Regions from separate parts of the Neogale vison genome. Here region 1 is linked to region 2. A link is a contact called in public Hi-C data. All regions are on one chromosome and are shown on one strand. Each heading gives the region's core, a stretch centred on a gene start, on an enhancer-like site or on the middle of the called end of the contact. The rest is flanking DNA. Distances are from core to core; before and after follow the strand shown.

Region 1 (5,164 bases), core at 1,814-4,313, 140 kb before region 2:
AAGGTGAACTGGGAAGGAGCATACAAGTGCCTTCAACAGTTTCCACAATGTTTTAGTTCTTTGGATAGGTAACCCATTAACAAGCATCCATTTTATTTTTATGCTTTATACTTTACAGTTACATTACACACATTCTTTTACATACACCAAATATTGTAATTTTTTAAAAAAAGATAACTGACTTTGAGAGGATCCTGTCATATGCCAAAGACACACTTTTAATCCTAAGGCATGAGATCTACCTAACACAACAGCATCTTCATTGTTCTTAAATCTTTCCAAACACAAAGGTCCTTCACAAATAAGGGACATACAGCAGGGGTGTCTTCTTCTCATCAACTTTCCTAGTAAAATAGAGTACTCTAATTCCACACCATAACTCACAGACCATGTTAGGCAACAATGACTTAAAGTATATTTGTCTGCAGAGATAATAAGCCAAGGCTTTTTGGAGAAACGAAATATAGAAGAAAATGCATAAAGTATAAAAAGAGTGTAACAGGACAATGTAGAGAATATGAAAAGGGACTCTGAAAAAACAGGAAAAAACAGAAAAGCACCTTACAGTAGGAAGAAGCAGATATAAACCCCATCTAATCTTTCAATTTTAAAAGAAAATACTTATGGGAAAGTCTCTTCGAAATACTATTTTAAGGGGCGCCTGGGTGGCTCAGTGGGTTAAGCCGCTGCCTTCGGCTCAGGTCATGATCTCAGGGTCCTGGGATCGAGTCCCGCATCGGGCTCTCTGCTCAGCGGGGAGCCTGCTTCCCCCTCTCTCTCTCTCTGCCTGCCTCTCTGCCTGCTTGTGATCTGTCTCTGTCAAATAAATAAATAAATAAATAATCTTAAAAAAAAAAAAACTTAAAAAAAAAAGAAATACTATTTTTAAAATATATCAAGAGTGTACCAAATATTAAAAATTAGAAAAGATACTTACAAAGTCATCTCCCGAGTCAGCTCCCATAGAGGCAACAGATTCCTTGCTCACTGACCGTGGTATCCTAGTAGCGCCCCCTGGCCTCTGAGCCACAGCGGTCTCTTCTGCAATTTTCTTCTTCAGTTTTGCAAACATTTTTGCTGTGTGGTTATCCTGCACGGATGACCAGCTCGTGAACCACCCCAGTAGTCTAGTCCTTAGGCCAGCAAGCAGGACTTCAGAGACTGATGCCTAAAAAGTTCCAGACATCCAAGCAAACTGCATTCCCACTTCAGTGTGGGCCAAGGGCTTAAAGAACAGTATCTATAAATCAGACGAAAAAGAGCTAAGTTAAACACAGGAGAGATTTCAGAACTGAGTTGCTTTTTAACCTTCAGGTTTCAAAATTAAGTTTCATAATTTTACGTGGACATTTAACAGAACACACTGCTAAACATTTAAAAAGCACTCAGGTGCTTCACGTGCATAAACAGATAAGGAAATCCAGGCTTGAGGAGATGAGGTAATCTGCCAAAGAGTGTGTGTTTAAGTGGCAGGGCTGGTATTTGAACCCAGGACTCTGACTCACAAGTCCTTACTCTTTCTTTATTATGCCACGTTGGCTGTGGCATATAACACATATAGTAAAACTGCCCAGGGTACATGTTAATGTCACATAATGGTTGGAAATTCTCCCCACAATATTAACTACAGTTTACTTTTTTTTTTTTTTTAAGATGAAGACAAAATATGTACTCAATATGAGGATAAAGGTATAACATTCCAATGTTCGAGGATGGTTGGCCATCAGCTCTTGACTAGAAAAAGCTGACAACCTAGAAAAAACAGGCAAGCCAGACATCTATCCTCTATAAGCATCAGATACCCTTAAACATTTCCTAGAAATTCTGTATGGTTCTCTTTAAGAGTGATTAAAATGACCTGAACTCAGTTTCATCTTCAGAATGTTTTACATGATAATCAACATGAGATTCAACCTTCTTTTCCTCCCAGTGTTGTATGAAACACCAATATTCTGGTTCCAACCTTAACTTTCCATGTTCTGTGGAGGACACCTAGGTTCTGCTCTGAGATCTACGAAAGACTTCTTACCACTTCAGATTATCCATGTAAATCTGTACAATTCTCCAATGTCTGTAAACCACCTACTCACCTGGCTTATCTACCAGATTTAAAACAGCTTGGAGGTCAAAGCATTCTGTCCTGAATGAAAACAAAGATAAAATGCACTGGGTATTTCCTTTCAAGTGTAAGGCCAAAATGTTTGGGGGAAATGGAAGAGGATAAAGGTAGAATTAACCAGAAGACAGAGGAAAGAATCTATCACTGCCACAGTCCTCAGTGGGACACCTTCTCCTTTGCGTTTGTGATCTACCTGGAGCTTCACTAACAGGCACGAAGAACAGAATCTCTCATTGGTGCCTAAATTTACTACATCTTGGGAGACTCGAGCAAAAACAACTTGAATGAGATTACGGTTTCCTAGGGCCAGTATTTATTTCTCAGTTGATTCTGACAGTCACACATTGTTTGTTTACCTGGCGAGATCCGGGCAGTCTAGTCACAGAGCCTTGACTCGCACTAAGAACGTCGCCGAGAAAAAGAATGGCTAAACTGGGTAAAAAACAACAGCCTAACGCCCAGGGATAGGCAGGTACCTGCCACGCCAGTCTGGATCCCACTCAACTCAGGCTCCTTCTAGAACCGCCCGCGTTTGGACTGTCAAGGAAGAGAGAGGGACTCAACGTCTCTCCCATCTGACAGCAAGGAAACTGAGACCCAGAAAGGAGGAATGACTTGTCCAAGGTCGCTGGTGGCGGGGGGGGGGGGGTCCTGACACCCTAAGCTCCAGACTCCCCGGCCGGGCAGCCCCTCTGCCACCACCCCCGCCCTTTCAGCACCCCGGTACCGCCCCCCGCCTTGGGTCTTGGGCAACCCCGTCCGGGCCGCTCTGGGGCAGACCGAGGCCACCGGGAGAAAGAGGGGCCTCCTGGCATCTCCGGCCCCCGCCCGCGCACCTGCCGCTCTCTGGGCAGCGGGCAGAGCCCCGCCTCCGGGACCTCTCGTGAACACCGGCCCGCGTCACCAGCCCCCACGGCCGGCCGGCGAGCAGAGCAGCGACCCGGAACCGCACCAACACCAGCGCGCCGGAAGTGGCTGCGCGCGGGGCGGGCCTGCCACGCGCATGCGCCCGCGCGCGGTCTCAGCGGTCGACGGCGACATCATCCGGGCTGCGGTTGGGCCGGAACCGCTGGAGGGCGCGGGCGCGAGGCTGGGCGCTCCCTAAGGCCGGCCCGCCACGTCACCCAGCGGCCCGACCCGTGGATGATGACAGGGTGGCCATAAGCCTTTATTGTTCTTTTTTTTTCTTTTTAAGGGGGCGGTGCGGAGCGGGGAAGTGGGAGGAGCCTTGTGGCCGAAGGGAAAAGCACCCAGTTGGTGCCGTGGGGCCATCGCGTGTTGTGGGGCTTTGAATCCTAAGGCCACTGCTGCGCGGAACTGAGAGGGAGTTTCCGTCCGCTCCCCGCATCCCAATCCCACTGCGCCCTGCCCAGCCGCCTGGCCACGGCATAGCAGGTGATCACTGCGAGTCCGTGCCTCCCTCCTCACACAGAAGCCTGTGGCTTTGGAAAGTACAACTAGGTCTTAGCGCTTTGTGACTAGTTTTTTTAAACTCTTGTGCCTATGACCAACTGCAGGTTATACGTTTTATATCTCAACACAGGACACACATAATGTACCTCTGAAAGCAAAGTTTCCGGAATCATACTCTTATATCATACACTCCGATATACTGCATTTCAAAATAAAAAGCTGATAGCAGCCCACTACATTCATCTCATTATCTACTCATGGTCCTCCAACTTTTGACAGTTGAAAGTTCAAGTTCAAAGTTACACTGCAAATTAGCCCGCGTCCGGTGTCTGGACTCCTCGATGCCAAACAAGTCAGACATTCCACATTGAAATCGCACATTAAAACCCCCAAACGACCAGAGGGTCAGCAGCTTCCATCCCCGCCAAACAATCTCCCTTCCGCGTGTGACACTTTTGACCACTTCGAGCAAGGCAGGGAAAAAACCAAGACCAGGACTCAGAAGAAACTTACCAACCAGAAGAATAAGCATAGAAGCTACGACCCCAAGACAGTCCTAAGTGTCTAGGTATGTTCTGAAAGAAGCAAACCCTAACAGTTTAGCACGTATGTTGTCAACAATTCTGAAGAAGTGCCAAAAACCTTAAGCAAATAATGTTTATTTTTATATTGATGATACACTTAATATACACGTGGATTCAAGATACAAAATTCATTTACAAGAGTTCACACCTGATGAATGTAGTCACATTCCTAGAGAACATTTATCAATGCAAAAATGTTTTCAATACACGGACAACAAAAATCAAATTTTCTGTAATCTTGTTATTCAATAAACATCAAAACAATGTTTAACTTTCCACCCTCTACCATTTAAGTGCCCTTAAGGTGGCAGGCACCATAACAGAAGAAAACATTGGAAAGAAGGGCCTACAGAATCCACCTGTGGAATCACAGTGTTTACTCTGAAATTCATTTAGTGAAGTAGTTAGTGAAAGGCTTGCTATCCTTTATGACAAATCACGTATCATACAAGAGTCAAAAGTGATGAACTCAAGAAAATAAAACGTTTCAATAACTTCTGAGTTTCTAAAATCTATGAAGTATTAACTGTAACAGACAAAGCAGAAAAAGGCTGAAAAAGAACACAACAGGAAAACATCCTTAAGAGTATGTATGGCTTAAGCAATTCAGAAACACAACGAGTAAGACTTTCACAATACCACAAATGTTGAAGTCAAATGATATTGACAAAATAATTTTCCCCTTAGTTATTGGTAGTAAATAGCCCCTTCAAAATTTATTCTACTGATAACACATATAAAACTAATGAATCCAAATGGTTTGCTGTCTCACAGAGCTGAGTTGACAGATTTTGATCTAAAATATTAACCCACAATACCCCAAATTTAGTACAAATGAGCAACAAGACAAAGTTTCAAGGATTACAGTGATTTGTGAATAGCTAGATAGGCAACCAAATAGCTTCATTATTTGCACACAGATTAGCAGCACTTGGATAAGAACTGTTACATGAAAATTATTGTGCTTCAATCTCTTGAGGAGAGCTAATAAATATAACTCTATAATCCCTATAGTGTTACAATTCTATAACATTTCAGTTACAGACGA
Region 2 (4,876 bases), core at 983-3,482:
AAGACAGTAGCCCTACTGGTCACATCCTCATTACTGTAACTTACTTTCTTTCTAGACCACTGCCTACCTCTGTGCAAAAAAAACCTTCTCATAATTGCTACATAGTATCTGACATGTGAAATGCACCCGAAGATGTTTGTGGGATAGACAGATGCTCTTCTTCATCACTCAAGCAGTAATTCACTTGTTTGCAGACTAAATACACTCTCTGTTTCTATTTCCCTATGCCCTGATTTTTTGGACTGATTTTGCCCTGATTTTTATTGGACTCTATGTACTAAGTATGATCATAAAAGAAAAAGCAGTAAGGAAATCTATTTTCAATTGTACTTTTATTAGAGGCATTACAGTATAATGGTTAAGAGCCCAAGCTCTGGAGTCAGACTGCCTGGATTCAGATGTGGGCTCCATTATTTATTAGATGAGTGATCTGGCCTCTCTGTGCCTCAGTTTCCTCCTCTGCAAAATTGTGGTAACAGTACATACTTCCTTGGGGTGTTTCGAGATTGCAGAAGATGATACATATAAAGCACTTGCACATGGTACTCGGCACACAGGAGACATTCAGTAAGCATTAGTTTTTAAATATATATATATATATATATATTTTTTTTTTTTTTTTAAATTTGACAGACAGATCACAAGCAGGCAGAGAGGCAGGCAGAGAGAGAGACAGGAGGAAGCAGGCTCCCTGCTGAGCAGAGAGCCCGATGCGGGACTCGATCCCAGGACCCTGAGATCATGACCTGAGCCGAAGGCAGTGTCTTAACCCACTGAGCCACCCAGGCGCCCCTAAATATATTTTAATTATCTTTTAAAGCAAGCTCTATGCCCAATGTGGGGCTCAAACTCATCACCCTGAGATCAAGAGTCGCACACTCTACCAAGGAAGCCAACCAGGTGCCCCCAAATTACTTTTGTTTTGTTTCTAAGATCTTATTTTTAAGTAATCTCTGCACCCAACCTGGGGCTCGAACTCACAACCCTGAGATCAAGAGAGTCTCATGTTGCACCAACTGAGTCACCCAGGCGCCGCCGACCCCCACCCCGCCAAATACTAGCCTTTTAAACAAAATTGGTGGAGAAGTTGAAATTATAGCTAACGTAAAAAACTAGGATTTCTCAATTACCCACGTCTCTTTCCCATATAATCTTACACACACACACACACACACACACACACACGATACAGGTATTACTTTGAACTCCTCAAGTGAAAAATCTTGCATGTAGTTATATTCATTACAAAAAAAGCTAAATAAAAAACTTCATCTAACAGTATATAACTATGCAGTACGGCATAGGTGTAGCCAAGCAAATGGAAAAACACGAAGCAAAACAGAAAGGCATTTTGACTTACCTGCTTTTCCGTTTTCGAGGTGGTTTCTCCACTGTGCCAGTCAGTCTACAAACCAAACAAATAAGATGATAACTAAAAGTAACATACAAGAACACATCTCCTGGTCCTACTGTGCCAGTCGAAAACTCAGTGCACCACCCTCTAAGACCATAGGCTCGCAAAGCTCATACCTGACCTTACAAACCCCTGATGCTCTGTTTCCCCTATTTACCAAGACCATGCAACCCTGGGACTCACGGTTCCCCCAATGTCTGCTGTGCCCAAACCCTGCTCTCCCTGCTAGTCCCTCACTCCATCCTCAGCTCCTATTCGTCACAGCCCCGCTCCCCAAAACCACCCACCTCCACCTACTCATTGTCTGCCTCGTCACCCCCGCAAGCCCCTCCGACCTCCCCTTTCCCGTGCCCACCCCCTCCCGAGCGTGCACTGCCCCTCCGAGCCCCGCCCCTCCAGGCCCCGCGCCCCCCGCATTCCACGGCCCGTCCACGGGGCGCGCGCACCCTGCCCCTCCCGGCCCGGCGCCCCCAGCCTCACCCCTCGGCGTCCCTTCCCTCACACGCCCCTCTCCTCCGGCCTCGAGGATGCGATCGCCGCCCAGCCCACTCCCGCGTCCCTGGACGCCCCCGAGCCCCCCCACTCAGCCTGAACCCCCCGCCCCTCCCGTCTCGGAGCCCCGAATGCTTCACGGCCCCTGGGCCCGCTCCCGCGCCCCCACCCCATCCCCAACCCCGACCTCGACCCAGCTCCCGCCCCACCTGGGGGCCAGGCGACTCCGCGGCTGCTGGGGCTGCCGGGCTCCTCTGACCATCCGGCTCCTGCTCCGCCGCGGGAGCTGCTCCGGCGGCCGCAGGGCTCGCTCGGGAAGCTGAGGCGGCGGAGGCTGGAGTAGGCGGAGAGGCGGGAGGAGGGCCTCGCGCCTCTGCCTGGCATGCCGCGGGGCCCGCCTCCACCGCGCCTCTCCCCGACTCCCATTGGCTAGAGCTGTAGTGTGGCCGAAAGCCTAGCAGTCGATTGGACGCGCAGGCCGTCACATCCCGCCACCTAGGTTTGGTTGAGACTGCAGGTGGCGGCGGAGGTGCCTTAGAGATTGCTAGTAGGGCAGGGGAGACCCAAGCGCCACCGTGCGCTGGAAAGTAGAAACTGCATTTCAGGCGCCAGACACCTGCCGGCAGGTTCTCCTGGCTCTGCGTCCTGCATTCCACACACCTGCTGGCGCCCCCCAACACTGCACCACGCCAAGACCAAGAGTCAAGCACTGCAATTTCCCAAACTCTGGCAGGTGCAACAGTGCGGTAACTCTCCAGAAGGAGCTTCATTTTGAACGACCTCGATGCCGTCCCTGACTCTACATCATGCTGAAACGGTCTCACAGCTCACAGATACCCTTCATAGAGGATCCAGCAAGAAAACTGCAAGAATCTACCAAAATAAAGCATGTTTCAGATGCTCAGTTCTCTGAAGAAAAGATCACAAGCTTGTGGGCAAGCTTTCCAAGAAAGCAAGAAAAAAATTGCCATGAAAGAAAAATCATCACTGCAAACAGAATTGATGCCATAACTAAAAGCAATGTGTTCCATTTTGGAAGGACTAAGTAGAATTGATCCTCGAGTGTGTGCTAACCATCCTGTGATACTGCAGATGATCGTAAATTAAATGCCAGTTAATCAATTTAAAAATAAATTTCACTGCATTTTTATTGTTGACAGACCTAAATACGCAATACTTTCAGCACATAAGCACAGTGTAAATTATCGTTCCTCTTATACTTTTAATAGGGCCATCCTTGAAGACAACACTCCTTAACATATAAAATTCTTCCTTTAATGTATTCTACAGCCTCTCTACATTCCACATGAACAGGTGTTTGTTGTTTTTGGTAGATCCTTGGCATCTATTTGAAACTGGGAGGAGGCACCAAACTTTCTTTTGCTATTACCTTTTTATTAGAAAATGTTTTTAATGAATCAATAATGTGACAACCTCCAGTAGATCACATCAGCACACGGAGGACAAATCTCTCACTGGCCCGCACAAATGGCAGAAATTAGGATACTAGTTTTTCACAAAACCGAATTTATTTGACAGAAAGGACTTTTATTCTGAGATGGCTCTTTTTACATCTTTCATGTTAAAAATGACATGCCTTCTATGAAATAATGATGACAAATTGTACTGGAGGTTCTTAAATGGCTTTGACAAGGGAAAAAATGTTGTCGAACGTCTGTTGGCTCCCGTAATTAACATTTTATGTAATCCCCAAATCACCAAACTGTGAACAACCTTGATCTCAACCAAATCAGAAAAGGGGGGACAGAATAATTTGTCAGACAAGAGTGTGGCAGGTGGAATGGGAGTCCTGGTGGGGAGGGCCATCAACTCACTAGGAGACTAATTTTGAAATATCACTTATTACAGTTCTTAAAAAAACAAGGATTAAAATTCTGTGTGGTTTTCAAGATCTTTCATAACTGACCAACTCCTGATAACTGGTTCTGCCAATAGAGCTGTGCATTCATTTCTTAAACCTTCCCAAGGGGCACCCTCAAGTCCTATCTTTGTGTCACATGCAAGTTCTAATAATCTCTGCTTCTGTGTTTTTACTAAATAAGAAATGTACATCCCACCATTCTTGTTCATGTTTAATTCAAACTTCTTTTAAGCTTTCCCAATTACTCCATTCAACATCACTTTCTTCTCCAAATTTGTTATACTTTCATAAGCTACACTGTATCAGCAATTATATATTACCTTAAATTATTCTTACTTCCCACCTACATTTAATTAAAATTATGTATTAGAATGAGCCCTCAATAAATGGCAGCTTTGGGCCAGGGACTGGGTACTTTATATGTGCTATTTTTAATCCTGAGATCAACTCTGTATGGTACTCTCTATTGTAGACACAGAATTTTAAGATCCAGAGAACCCAATTCGCGCAGTGTCACACAGCTACAATAACCAATACTGCGTAGGATGGCTTAAGAGGGTTTAAGATGTATTCTCATATGCCCTAAAGAGGTTCAAGTTCCAGCTCTCCTATGCAACCTTGGCAAAGTTACCTATCCTAAATCTGTTCCTTCATCTGAAGGTGGACAGTGGGTGGGAGGTGGGGACAGGTAATACAGTCATAGAACCATGGTAAAGGTAAACACAAAATAGGGCACATACGGCATTTACCTAAGTTAGCTATTACTGCCTGGCAGAGCTGGGTTTTTTACCTAGATCTGATCCCAGAGCCTATATTCTTTACACTATTCCATAATGCCTCCATGCAATCTTTTAGATCTCATTCCCATTTATACACAAAAGCAGAGTGCTGAGAACAATAGTGGGTGTCTAGGGATTTAGTGGAATATACTTATGTAGCAAGTATTCTTGTTGATACACACAAAAAATTCCTCATAAATTTCATGCAATTTGAATAAAGGAAATATTTGAGTGATTCAAGCCAGCATAATCTCTCAGGAGGGTAAGAAAGGCAATCACCAACTGATTGATAAGGAAATAAAAAATTAA

The links. A called contact is a pair of places that touch in the nucleus more often than the background predicts.
Region 1: a Hi-C map of fibroblasts shows a contact between it and region 2, with 2.5 times the contacts expected there. The contact joins the promoter of GOLGA1 here to the promoter of SCAI in region 2. A contact is called at or near these places in 2 of 3 Hi-C or Micro-C datasets (fibroblasts and muscle).

The regions. Positions count from the first base shown.
Region 1 is chr9:9,947,724-9,952,887 of ASM_NN_V1, reverse strand. GOLGA1 (golgin subfamily A member 1) reads right to left here and starts at 3,063. Exons shown (of 22, transcript XM_044264927.1): 1 at 2,956-3,063; 2 at 2,091-2,140; 3 at 938-1,240. The coding sequence starts at 1,072.
Region 2 is chr9:9,807,133-9,812,008 of ASM_NN_V1, reverse strand. It overlaps SCAI (protein SCAI), which reads right to left and starts at 2,232. Exons shown (of 17, transcript XM_044264918.1): 1 at 2,116-2,232; 2 at 1,361-1,405. The coding sequence starts at 2,168.